Regions from separate parts of the Mus musculus genome. Here all the other regions are linked to region 2. The links are chromatin contacts, called in public promoter capture Hi-C maps. All regions are on one chromosome and are shown on one strand. The core of a region is the stretch at or near the end of the contact, and the rest is flanking DNA. Distances in the headings are between cores, read along the strand shown.

What was found. Promoter capture Hi-C pulls out the DNA fragments that hold promoters and counts their contacts. Capture Hi-C pulls out chosen DNA fragments and counts their contacts.
Region 1: a contact with region 2 is called in a promoter capture Hi-C map of hippocampal neurons, with 2.9 times the contacts expected there. The contact joins the promoter of Slc22a4 here to the promoter of Sparc in region 2. A contact is called at or near these places in 2 of 39 promoter capture datasets (the C10 cell line and hippocampal neurons).
Region 3: a contact with region 2 is called in a promoter capture Hi-C map of liver, with 2.3 times the contacts expected there. The contact joins the promoter of Pdlim4 here to the promoter of Sparc in region 2. A contact is called at or near these places in 1 of 39 promoter capture datasets (pre-B cells) and 1 of 9 other capture datasets (liver).
Region 4: a promoter capture Hi-C map of liver shows a contact between it and region 2, with 2.8 times the contacts expected there. The contact joins the promoter of Sowaha here to the promoter of Sparc in region 2. A contact is called at or near these places in 2 of 39 promoter capture datasets (both in liver).

Annotation. Positions count from the first base shown.
Region 1 is chr11:54,026,411-54,029,452 of GRCm38.p6, reverse strand. It overlaps Slc22a4 (solute carrier family 22 (organic cation transporter), member 4), which reads left to right and starts at 1,349. Exons shown (of 10, transcript NM_019687.4): 1 at 1,349-1,869. The coding sequence starts at 1,477.
Region 2 is chr11:55,418,660-55,421,650 of GRCm38.p6, reverse strand. Sparc (secreted acidic cysteine rich glycoprotein) reads left to right here and starts at 1,571. Exons shown (of 10, transcript NM_009242.5): 1 at 1,571-1,863.
Region 3 is chr11:54,067,437-54,070,334 of GRCm38.p6, reverse strand. It overlaps Pdlim4 (PDZ and LIM domain 4), which reads left to right and starts at 1,318. Exons shown (of 7, transcript NM_019417.3): 1 at 1,318-1,495. The coding sequence starts at 1,403.
Region 4 is chr11:53,478,674-53,481,588 of GRCm38.p6, reverse strand. Sowaha (sosondowah ankyrin repeat domain family member A) reads left to right here and starts at 1,394. Exons shown (of 1, transcript NM_183173.2): 1 at 1,394-2,915. The coding sequence starts at 1,682.

The sequences.
Region 1 (3,042 bases), core at 100-2,599, 1.4 Mb after region 2:
AATCCCAGCACTTGGGAGGCAGAGACAGGCAGAGCTAGCTCTGTGAGTCAAGACCAGCCAGGTCTACATAGCAAGTTCCAGGACAGCCAGGGCTACATCCGAAGACCCTGTCTCAAACGAACAAAAGTAAAAAGCTAGTGTCCTGGCATACTAGGAGATGCGGCTTAAATGACAGGAAAAGAAATGTAAGTTACTGGTGGGAAGTCAGCCTAACAGTAGGACTCATGGGGGAAACTAACAAAAACAAAGAAAAAAGCAGAAGTCTCCTTCAGTTCCTTGCCAGAGTCTGATGAGACAACCCGGTTTGTGCAAAGTGTTGGGCTACTCAGCCTTACAGTCTCTCCAGGCCTGTGGATCCCAGGCTAGGGGAGCCCAGCTCTAGCTTGGGCTAGCTTGTACACTGTGCCCAGGACCTTAGATGTGAATACTGAGCAGAGAGAGAAAAAAGGCAATCCCGCTTTTGGTTACCCTGCCAGTTCTGAGGGCCAAATCTCACCAGTTTGTCCTCTCTCTGTCCCTTCCTCCCTCTGTTCCTAGACTAGAATGGGCCTTTCTGCAAATAGCCTTTCAGTCCAAGAAGGCTTTGGCACCGTGCCGCAATAAAGGACTCCGGGTGCCCCGAGAGTGCAAAAGGACAAACACCGAGCCCAGGCGTGGTGACTCCTCTATGCTCCCTCAGTGGGCCGACTTCCCTCTGGTGTCTCTATAAAGGCCACAGGGAATCTTTCGAAAGGACACTAGAACGACTCAGGGGCCCGTGATCCAGCCCTTCTAATCCAGGGCGCGCCTCTGACTCAGCATGACCTCGCACATCCTTTTCTGGCTCCAGGTCCACAGTCGCCTCTTTGCAAGGTGAGGATCCTGCTTTTCCAAGGACGCTTCTCGGGCCGCCGCCGTCCCGTGATGGACTACGGCCATGCTAAGGTTCATAAGTGAGTTCCCACGCTGGTGTGTGTGAAGAGGTGGCGCTCCTGTCCCCCACACAGGTCTCTTGGGAGCGCAGACTTGATTAACTGACCGGTCCGCCTGCTCATAATCCAGGCTGGGATTGTGGAGCAACGAACTCCTGCTCCGGGCTAGGCCTGGCTTTCGGGACGCTCCTCCCTGTCGCTCTCCCTCCCACGTGGGGCCGAGAAAGCCGGAGCTCCTAGCTGCACGCGCGTTGTCCGGCCGATTCCGGGCGGGAGGCCTGCGTGGAAGGCCGCTGGGTGCAAGGAACGGAGCAGGAGGCTGAGCCGGCCCGAGAGCTCCGCCCAGATCGGTGGAGTGCAGTGGCCTTTCGCTGCCTAGCCGCACGGGGGTGTGGTCCAGAGGACTCGGCTTCCCGGCGCTCCGCGCCAACCCCTGGGAGTTTTGCAGCACCCACGGCGTGTTTGCACGCAGCCACCTAGGAAGATCCCCTCAGCGCGCCGCAATCGCTGAATCCTTTCTCTCCACCCACCTCCCTCACGCAAGCTGAGGAGGAGAGGTGGAAACATGCGGGACTACGACGAGGTGATCGCCTTCCTGGGCGAGTGGGGGCCCTTCCAGCGCCTCATCTTCTTTCTGCTCAGCGCCAGCATCATCCCCAATGGCTTCAATGGTATGTCAGTCGTGTTCCTGGCGGGGACCCCCGAGCACCGTTGCCTGGTTCCTGACACTGTGAACCTGAGCAGCTCCTGGCGCAACCACAGCATCCCCTTGGAGACGAAGGACGGACGACAGGTGCCTCAGAGCTGCCGCCGCTACCGACTGGCCACCATCGCCAACTTCTCTGCGATGGGGCTGGAGCCAGGACAGGACGTGGATCTGGAGCAGCTGGAGCAGGAGAGCTGCCTGGATGGCTGGGAGTACGACAAGGACATCTTCCTGTCCACCATCGTGACAGAGGTAGGTGGTAGTGCTGGAGCTGGACATTGGGAATGGAGACTCCGTTGCATCCGTGCCCCCAACAGCCCCTGACAGTGCCTGGGTCAGTGTCACCTACTGTCTCAAAACTTCCAGGCACAGAGTGGGGTTGTGAGTGTATTCTCAGCGCACACTCAGAGCTGATGAATTTCTGTGTGGCATGGAGGGGATGAAAAAAAGAGAGTGTTGTCATCAACTGCCTTTTCCTTTCTGAGTTTCACAACAGAGTTTCCCAAGAGCCCTGGTGCTTCCCTGGGCAGGCCAAACCAGACTGTCTTGATTTATAGTCATAGCTATTTCCTTGCTACAGAGAATGGCTACAGTGGTCTGTTGATGGACACAAGGAAGGGTCTTGAGACAGAAGGGCCTCTATGTCGAGGCCCCCACTTTCTCGAAAAAGAGGCAGCAGCCCCTTCCTTGACACTGGTTGGATGTAAGGAGTCAAAACTAGAACCTGGCCTTTGGACACTCAAGGAAAGACCCGTACTTCTGAGGGAAGTGTAAGCTGGTGATCAAGGCTCCAGCTGAGCCCACTGCCTTACCTCTAAGTGATCAGGGAATAGGTTCCCCAAGTCACCAGAGTCTGAATGTGGACCTACTACTCCCTCTTAGTTTCCTGCTGCGTATTTGCTGAGGACCAGGTCATAACAGATAAGACAAGCACTGTTTCTGGCAAGAGCATCACCCAGAACTGATTACCTGCTGTTGGTCAAGCTGGTAGAAAATCTGCCTTCCCACCATTGCTGCTTCTGGTCTGTCTTTTTTTTTCCCTAGGCTGGTTAAACAAAAAACCAACTAGGTTCCTCCCAATGAGATCTCTGGGAACAACAGCCTCAATTTCTTATCTCTTTCCCTCAGCACTACAGAGCAGTCAACAGAAAATGTGTCTGGCCCCAGGGTGTAGACAGCTAGGGTGTGGGTCCCACCTGCAGAGCTCTGATGCCTGTGGGCATGCCAGCTGTGTTGTTAGGAGAGCTGATGTCAGCCCTACTTAGCTGTTGGCCTTCAGGAGCCAAAAATTCAAATCATAGCTTGTTTTATGTGTGACTTTGGGTAAATAAACTCCTTTCTCTTTGTGGAATAACTAGATCTGGATAGACTGCGGGAAGGAGTGTGAAGCAAATCTGGAGCTAAGAGACAGTCCTATCTAGCCAA
Region 2 (2,991 bases), core at 322-2,821:
ATGGTGCTATACGGTATGGGAGGGAGGGAGATGATGTTGAGGTGTCTACTTCCTGTGAGAGAGGCAAGGAGACTTATATGTTGAGTGGACAAGGAGGGCTTATCTAAGGAGGTGACATTAGAATAGAGTTCTGAAGGATGAGAAAGGTCCAGGCTCAGGAAAGGTCCAGTCCAAACTGCTTTGGCTGGAGAGCAGGAGGAGTGTGGTAGATGAGGGCGTGGCAGGGAAGGCAGGGATCCTGGTGTGTATAAGCTTATCTCTAGACTGTTCTTTTACCTTCTCCAGTCCCCTGTTATCCAAACTCAATGGCTGCTTCGATATCTACGCTTTCAGGAAGTTTCTGCTGATCTGACCCCCTGGGAGAAGCCTTGGGGTCTGCATCACTGAGGAAGTGGTTCTGCACATGAGGTGCATCCCTTTAGCCACACCCCAAACTCCTGCCACCACGTCTATTCTGGTACCTCCCCAGGTAGGCAGGCCCAAAATGTTCAGTCAAGAGCTGCTGCATAGATGAGGAGTGTCCATGTTCCCCAAAGAAGAGTGGGGCTGAAATGTAGACTCAGCGTTCTCAGACCACTTTTGGTCAGGTGTTACTGGGTAAGCTGTTTGCCCTGCGTGAGCCTGTGCCCCTGTTATTAAAATGGCCTCTTGGGACCGGAGAGATGGCTCAGCGGGTAAGAGCACTGACTGCTCTTCCAGAGGTCCTGAGTTCAATTCCCAGCGACCACATGGTGGCACACAACCATCTGTAATGGGGTCCGATGTCCTCTTCTGGTGTGTCTGTCTGGGCTGCAAATGCAGCTTCATTGGTAGCATGCTTGCTTAACAATCATTAACACCCCCCCCTGCCCCCCCCCCGGCCCCGAGGTCAATCCTCAGCACTAAATAAAATAGTCATGGTAGGTAGCACACACATGTAATCCTAGCACCCTGGAAGTAGATAGAAGTAGGAAGATCAATAGTTCAAGGTCATCCTCAGCTACATAGTGAGTGGTCAGCCCAGGCTACGTGCGACCTCTTCCAAAACCAAACAACACCTAAATGAAAGGCCTGTGGCTTCCCCACCAACCCTGCTATTGCTTCTGATCTGACTATCAGTATTATTGCTCTGAGTTTGTCAGGTACTGACAGCGCAAGTCTTCCAGCTTAGTTCTAATCCTTCACGTACCCGTGGTTGGTGCCACTAGACCTAGAGGGGACTTCGCCTCGTTATCAAGGATGATGCCACCAGTATCACCAGTGGCAGCTTGTTTTGTTGGCACTGAGAAAACTGGGTACTTTTGCTCCCCCACTGCCATGCCAGCGTGCACTCTCTGCCTTGCTGTACATTGCTAAGCCCAAGAGAGTGCTCAGGCAAGTTCACTCGCTGGCTGTGTGTAAAGTAGGACAAGGGGCTTAGCCGTGCCTCTGTGACTCTCTCTCTCTCTCTCTTCTCTCGGTTAATGTCTAGGACTCTTCAGTCAGCAGCCTCGGCTCTGAACAAGGCCTGGCCTGTTCTAGGTGATTCCAGCAGCTGTTCCAGCCCTGACCCTCATGTCTGTTTAGGCAGGAGCCCCAGAACAGATGAGACAGGTGGGGCCAGGGTGTCTGGGTAGCACACAGCCTACCACAAGGCAAGGAAGGGAGAAAGAAAAGACAGCTTTGGTTCTGGGGAGAAGGGGGAGGCAGGCCAGGGGAAGGAGGAGACAGAGGAGGAGGAGGGCCTTTGAGTGGAGGCGGAGGGTGAGACAGACCCTGCCCAGAGCTCCAAGAGGCTTCCTGCTGCTCGCCTCTAAACCCCTCCACATTCCTGCAGCCCTTCAGACCGCCAGAACTCTTCTGCCGCCTGCCTGCCTGCCTGCCTGCCTGCCTGCCTGTGCCGAGGTATGCACCTCCCTGTCAGCCCCTGCCCTTCTGTAAGCTTCATCATCTCCTCTCTGCCCCATCCCCATGACCAGTCTCAGGGGGAGGTGAGCTGGAAACCTGTTGCTCACTCACAGGGGAACTTGTTGTCTCTGTAGCACTGCAGAAAATAGCCATGGTTTGCGGGGACCGCTTTCTCTGTGTTCTCTGGTGGCAGAGGCTACTGGTCTGTCCTCTGTCACCCTCGGAGGCAGCTGCCTCCTTTTCTGAGAATCCGATCCTCATTTGCCCATCATGACTGCCAACCCAGAGAAAATCTGGCTGGCAGCCTGTTGGGTCTGGCTTCCTATTCTGGGAGAACAGACATCCAGTTCTGGGTCAGAGCACTGTTGTCCAAATGGGACTTTGCAAGAAGGATAAACAGATCTGTAAACAGCCAAGGCAAGACATTCCCTTTAGTCAGTTCCTCTGGGAAGGCTCTGGTCCCTTCAATCTCTGTCCACCCCCACCCCATCACCCCGTGGCATTTCAGTCAGTCTGAAATGCCATTGTCTCTCCCAGCCTGGGGTTGCCATTGTTCCCAGCCTAATTCTGAGAGGTGGTCATCACTGGCATTAACATTGCTTCTACCGTATCTAGACATCTGAGAAAGCCAACAATTTGATACAATCCAGAGACGACAGGGAGGAGGGTGTGATGGGGAGGAGGGAGACAGAGAGATATAGCTCCAGGACACTTTTCTTGCTACTACTGAATCTATCCAAGACTCAGCCTGTTGAAAGCTTGTCTGCTCCAAGCTGTTCTGTAAACTTCCTGTGACTCCTAGAATGGCTGGAAATAAGCCTCACCTAAGGGGGACAAACAGGTATCAGGCATCTGCCTCAGGGACAGACAGCACACCTGCAGGGAGGGAGTGTCTCCACTGACAACTCTTTTAAGTTTCTAGAACCTTCCTAGTGTAGGGAGTGGAGTGAGATGCGGACCCTACATGAGGTAACAAGCTTTAGGCAATTTGTGGGCGATCTCACATAGCCATCTCCCCTGAGTGTAGCCTTCCTGTCCTAAGGAAGAGGGATAGCTTTTGGGGTACCCGAATTCCCCTAAGACTTCCCAAGCAGGGTCACTTAATTGAGCCTATAAAGTGGTCTA
Region 3 (2,898 bases), core at 69-2,568, 1.4 Mb after region 2:
TCACTCCTCTCCCACCTGAGGGGATAGCAGCACCCTCCCTACCAGGAGGACATCCCGGCCTGGGACCTCCTACTTGGTACCTCTCAAGCGGCCTGGGATCTCCTACTTGGTACCTCTCAAGTTGTCCTACTCTTTGTCACCAGGAAGACATCAGGACAGACACCCCTACATTGTAGCTCTCTGACAGTTCTTCTCTTTTCCAGATGTAGGAGATTCAGTGGTCCCTCTCATCTCTTACCCTGTGAGCATCAGCATCACACACACACAGTCCGAGTCACTCACGTGTCACATGTCACAACAGGGTAAGAGAGAACACAGGGTTGCCAAGAATATTGACTAACTAGGATCTTGCCTCCTCTGGGTATGGAGAAGCAATTGATGGCTGATGTGGTCAGACTGAGGTACCCAGAGAGTAGTCTGGCCAAACCATTGTACCTCCAGAAGCTGTTAAAGGACATCCGGGCACACAGTGGTTGGAAGTGAAGACTTGGGGAAGAGAGGAGCCCTGGAGAGTGGGGTGGGGGCGAGCTCCAAATACTTCTGCTCCTCCACTGGGAGACAGGCACTGCTCCAGCCTGCTCTCCTTTCCAGAAAGCTAAGAGATACAACACCCCTGGCAGACAAGATGACCTGAAGGGAGATGGAAACAAGACAAGGCCCAAGAAGCCGAGGGTGGGGGGTGGGGTACCTGGAAAAAAAAAACATGCGCCTTGCTTCTAGATGCCAGAAAAAGGTCAACTCCTCTAGGAGATCAGCTTTGCCTTTGCAAACTAGTTTGGGCACCTTTCTATTTCTACTGCACCCACGCCCCCCGTAGCCCACCAAATAGATCCATGGCCTGCTGCTGTCTTGGGTCTGTGTCCCTAGTCCAGGGCTTCTCAAGCCCAAGGTTCTAAGTGTGCCGGTGTTCAGAGGGTTCCATGCGCTGAAAGGTGGGGAGGCAGGTTGGCCCGCCAGAACGTGGAAGTGGTTTGGGAACAAGGCACGGCCCCATCCCCCATCAGAGCCACCGCAGTCCTGCATCCCTCCCCGGGCTAGAGCACCGGCCCGTAAAAGCGACTTCAAAGGGCCGGTGCCTAGTGTCTGAGTTTCCACAGCCTGCTCGGCTCCTCAGCCAGGCAGAACTCAGACATCCAAGCGGACCCTATTCTGGGGGCTTCAATAAGCGGGTGGGGGGTGCGGGGTTTAGCCTGGGAAAGTGAGGGGCGGGTCCTCGGAGCCCCCAAAGTGGGAGGGTCGGGAGTCCGCGGGACCAATCGGTGTGCGCGCGGGGCGCGGGCACGAACGGAGGGGGGATCGGGGGCGGGCAGCCCGGGGGCGGGGCGCGGCGGCCAGGCGGCGGCAACAGCGGCGGCGACTCCTCCGTGTCCGGCTCCAGCTCTGGCTGCAGCTCCGGCCCGCGATGACCCACTCGGTGACCCTGCGCGGCCCTTCACCCTGGGGCTTCCGCCTGGTGGGCGGCCGGGACTTCAGTGCTCCCCTCACCATCTCGCGGGTGAGTCCGACCCCCGCGGGGCAGCGGGGTAGTCCCGGGGCTTAGACCTTGTCCTTGTAGTAGACCCAGGACCCAGATCCTCGACGTGTCGAAAGCTTGAAAGCAGAGTGTTGGTCTTGGTGACCCACATAATGTGAAGGGGGGTTCCAGCAGGGCAACACAGTCCCACCCCGCTTCCCGCACAGCCTGCCTGCCCCGTTTGGTGGTGAGAATCCCCAAGAGTTCATACACCAACTTCCCGCTGCTAAGTTTCTTTAGGGGAAGTTGCTGTGGGCCAGGGAAGAACCCTCAGACATGGGCCAGGAGTCTGGACAGCTCTACAGAGGCCCAGAAACTCCTCAGATCCAACCCTGCCTGAAGTTTTGGGGCAAAGTAACTGAAAACCCACTTCCCCTGTTAAAGGTCCGGGTGGCCTTAGGAGGGTCTTGCTGTCCTCGGAAGTCCACCCACTTCCCCACTCTGAACTTCAGTTTCTCCTCTCTGGCCTCAGTCACTCTGGGGGAAGTGACCAAGAGGGACTGTTAGCTTCCAGGCAAGGGGGAGACAATGAGGCATGGTTCCCCCTCCTTACAAACCAACACAAAGCCATGGACCAGGACAGCCTCAGCCCAGTTCCCCACGGGTCCCAGGATCATACCCTGCTCCTAGATCTAAGGCAGAGGCAAAGAGGAGGGGGCACAGCCCTGGAGAGGGAGTTGGTCTGAAGATAGAGCAGGGAGGAGCTCCGGCCTGAGGCAGGGATTCCCCAGCCTTGGAGCCAAAAGAGAAGAGAACCCAGGCTCTGCCCTTAGTGGCTCTGGGTCCAGAAGGAGGGGACAGATGTGGACATCCCTTCACCCCACAGAGGCTGCTTGAGTCTTTGGGGAAGTGTGTCGGGGGACTGGAGAACCACTTTGCTGCTTCTTCTGGCCCTGAAGGCTGGGCTAAGCTTTCGAGATTTCTTTTTCAGTTCTTGGGAAGAGGTAGTCACTGGGTGGGTGTGGAATTGTGGAATCCTCTATATGGGGGCCTGGGTGACAGGCAGGACCAGCTGTCCTAGGAGGCTTCCAACATCTGTCTTTACCACTAGGTCCCTGGGGCCAAGTGAGGTATGCCTTCAGCACATCCCTGTGACTTTCATCTCCTTGTTCTCCCTAGAGATCCCCGCTGGGGGTGGGAAGTGGGGGGGGGGGGGCAGAGCATCTATGTCTGCCTGGTGGGTCTGTGTATCTACAAAGAAAGAACGGTGAGGGTGTTAGGCCAGCCGGCAGGCCAGGCACCCTGGGTGTGAGGCCGCTGACAGGCTCAGTGGCCGTGGCTGACTGCTGGAGGCGGCTGAGAGCTAAGACATCTGTTGCCCACGCGGCTGCCTGTCCAACAGGGAAAGGCCTTCAGTCGTCAGCAGAGGCTGCCCAGGCCTTGTT
Region 4 (2,915 bases), core at 145-2,644, 1.9 Mb after region 2:
CGCCTCCACCCTCACTGAAGAAGTTCTTTCTCATCTGCATAACTCCCTACCCCACACCCTCGGTTCACCTTCACAATGGATGCTGTCCTGTACCACTGCCCAGCTGAAACCCCCACCCTGTCCCTGGTGAGCTTCTCCATGCTCTATAGTATTTCTATACTATAGTGTTCTCTATAGTATTTCTATACTATAGTGTTCTCTATAGTATTTCTAGGGTATGCTATAGCTCACATAGCACATTACAGAGCTTTCTGACTTCTGTTTCCTCCTGATAAATGAACTCTGCTAGGTCAAAGCGTTTATCTCTGCTAACATGTATCACAGCCTGAAAGGGCCTGGCTATGTTCTCAATAAATATTTGTGAAATAACTGAAGTTTTAGAAACAGCATGGGCTGGAGGTGTGGTGCTGTATCCTGGCATTTGTAAAGCCCTGGGTTCCATACTTAACACTTCAATATGGTTTCTATTTTGCTTTTTTTTTTTAATTTTTAAAGTATAAAAGACACATGAATTCATAGTAGAAGAAAGTATGTCAAAATGTTAATGGTCATTTCTGCTGCTGATATTTTTTCCTTCTTTGTTTTTTCCTGTGGGTTTATTCCTGAAATCCTATATGAAATGGGTTATTTTGGGCAAGCATGGTGGCACACACCTATAATCCTAGCACTCAGGACTGAGGCGGTGACAGCACAAGTTCCAGACCAACTTGAACTTCATATAGAGACAAAAATAAAGGGGGTATTTTTGGAATGGCTCAGTGAGTAAAGGTGCCTGCCACCAAACCAGATGATGTGAATTTGCACTCCAGAGCCCATGTAATGATGGAAAGCCGAACCAATGTCTCAAGTTATCTTCTTTCTGACCTACAAAACACACACACACACACACACAGAGAGAGAGAGAGAGAGAGAGAGAGAGAGAGAGAGAGAGAGAGAGAAACAGATAGACAGAGAGAGACAGAGAGACAGAAAGTCAACGAATAATAAAATATGTAGATCGCAAAGCTCCACATTTCAAAAAGTATTATCTATCATGAGAAAACTGCTTCCTAAACCTCTTGTGAGCCTCCAGTACCCTGCACTCAATACCACACAGGGAACTGTTCTTGCTATGAATTTTGTAAATCTGGTTGGTTTTTTTCCCCCTATATAAAAAGCATCAGACATTGGAGAGGTATTGATGCAATATATGCAGTGCAAGGACATATATATGTAAAATATTGCTTTTATTTTGTGGTAAATAGTGCTGAAGGTAATAAATACCCACGCCTCGCCCATACGCTGCAACATCCCCAGGGAACACACCCACCTAGCAACCGGGAGTGGAGCTGAAGAGCAACGCTGCGCCTTTAATTCCGCCTTTAATTGGTGGGGGCAGTGCAGAGAGGTTCCGCTTTCCCATTCCCTCCGCACCTCCAGTGGCAGCTGTCACCTGTAAGCCGAGCGCCGCACAGGGGCATGGAGCCTGGCGCCCATTGGACAGGACCTCTCAGCAGCAACCTACCCCCCAGTCTGGGGGCCAGGCCTGGCGCAGGCGGAGGATAGGAGTCCCAGGTGCCCTTCGCCCGGAGACTTCTCAGCACGGCGGCGAGGGCGTGACTGCAGTCCAGTTTCGGAAATCAGAGTCCCAGGTGAGCCCGGCTGGGCGGCTGGGGCGACCCCGGAGTCGCAGACACCGAGAATGGCGCTGGCAGCCGCCGCCGCTGCCGCCGCTGCTGCCGCAGGGGTGAGCCAGGCGGCGGTGTTGGGCTTCCTGCGGGAGCACGGCGGGCAGGTGCGCAACTCCGAGCTGCTGAGCCGCTTCAAGCCGCTGCTGGACGCTGGGGACCCACGGGGCCGCGCGGCCCGTAGGGACCGCTTCAAGCAGTTCGTCAACAACGTGGCCGTGGTGAAGGAGCTGGATGGGGTCAAGTTCGTGGTGCTGAGAAAGAAGCCCCGGCCGCCGGAAGGACCCGAGGCCCCACTCCCCTCCAGCCCTGGAGTGCCAGCCGCGCTGGCCCAGTGCGCTGCTGTCCCAGCGGAGGACAACTGTGCCCCCGGGGCTCCCCACTCCCCACAGCGATCAGGAGAACCGCCGGAGGACTCGTCCGCACCATCCGAGCTACAGCACACCCCTGAGACCCTACCCTCAGAGGTCACCCAGGTTGAGGCGCCATCAGGCTCAGCGCCACAGCCCGGGGGGCCGGAGGATCCGGCGCTACCTCGGTCCTCGGAGCTAGCCCGACCCGCCAGCGTGCCGTCGGGGCTGGCCCTGACGAGCACAGAGTCGCCAGGCCCGGAGCCTGCACCTCCCACGGCGCAAGTGCCACCGCAGAAGCCTTGCATGCTGCCGGTGCGCTGCGTCGTTCCTGGCCCCGCGGCGCTGCGGATCCGCGCGGAGGAGCAGGGCCTGCGCCGGCAGCGCTCGGAGGAGCCGAGCCCACGGGGCTCCCCGATGCTCCTGCGGAGGCTTTCGGTAGAGGAGTCGGGTCTGGGACTCCACCTGGGACCCGGCCGTTCCCCGCATCTCAGGCGCCTGTCCCGCGCCGGTCCGCGCCTGCTGAGTCCGGACACGGAGGAGATGCCCGTCGCGCCGCTACCGTCACCCGCGGTGCCCCTGGAGCCCACGGAGCACGAGTGGCTGGTGCGCACGGCCAGCGGTCGTTGGAGTCACCAGCTGCACGGGTTGCTCTTGCGGGACCGCGGCCTGGCTGCCAAGCGCGACTTCATGTCCGGCTTCACCGCGCTACACTGGGCGGCCAAGAACGGCGACCGGGAGATGGCTTTACAGCTGGTGGAGGTGGCGCGGCGTGGAGGCGCGCCCGTGGACGTGAACGCGCGCTCTCACGGTGGCTACACGCCGCTGCACCTGGCGGCTCTGCACGGCCACGAGGATGCTGCTGTGCTGCTAGTGGTGCGCTTGGGTGCCCAAGTGC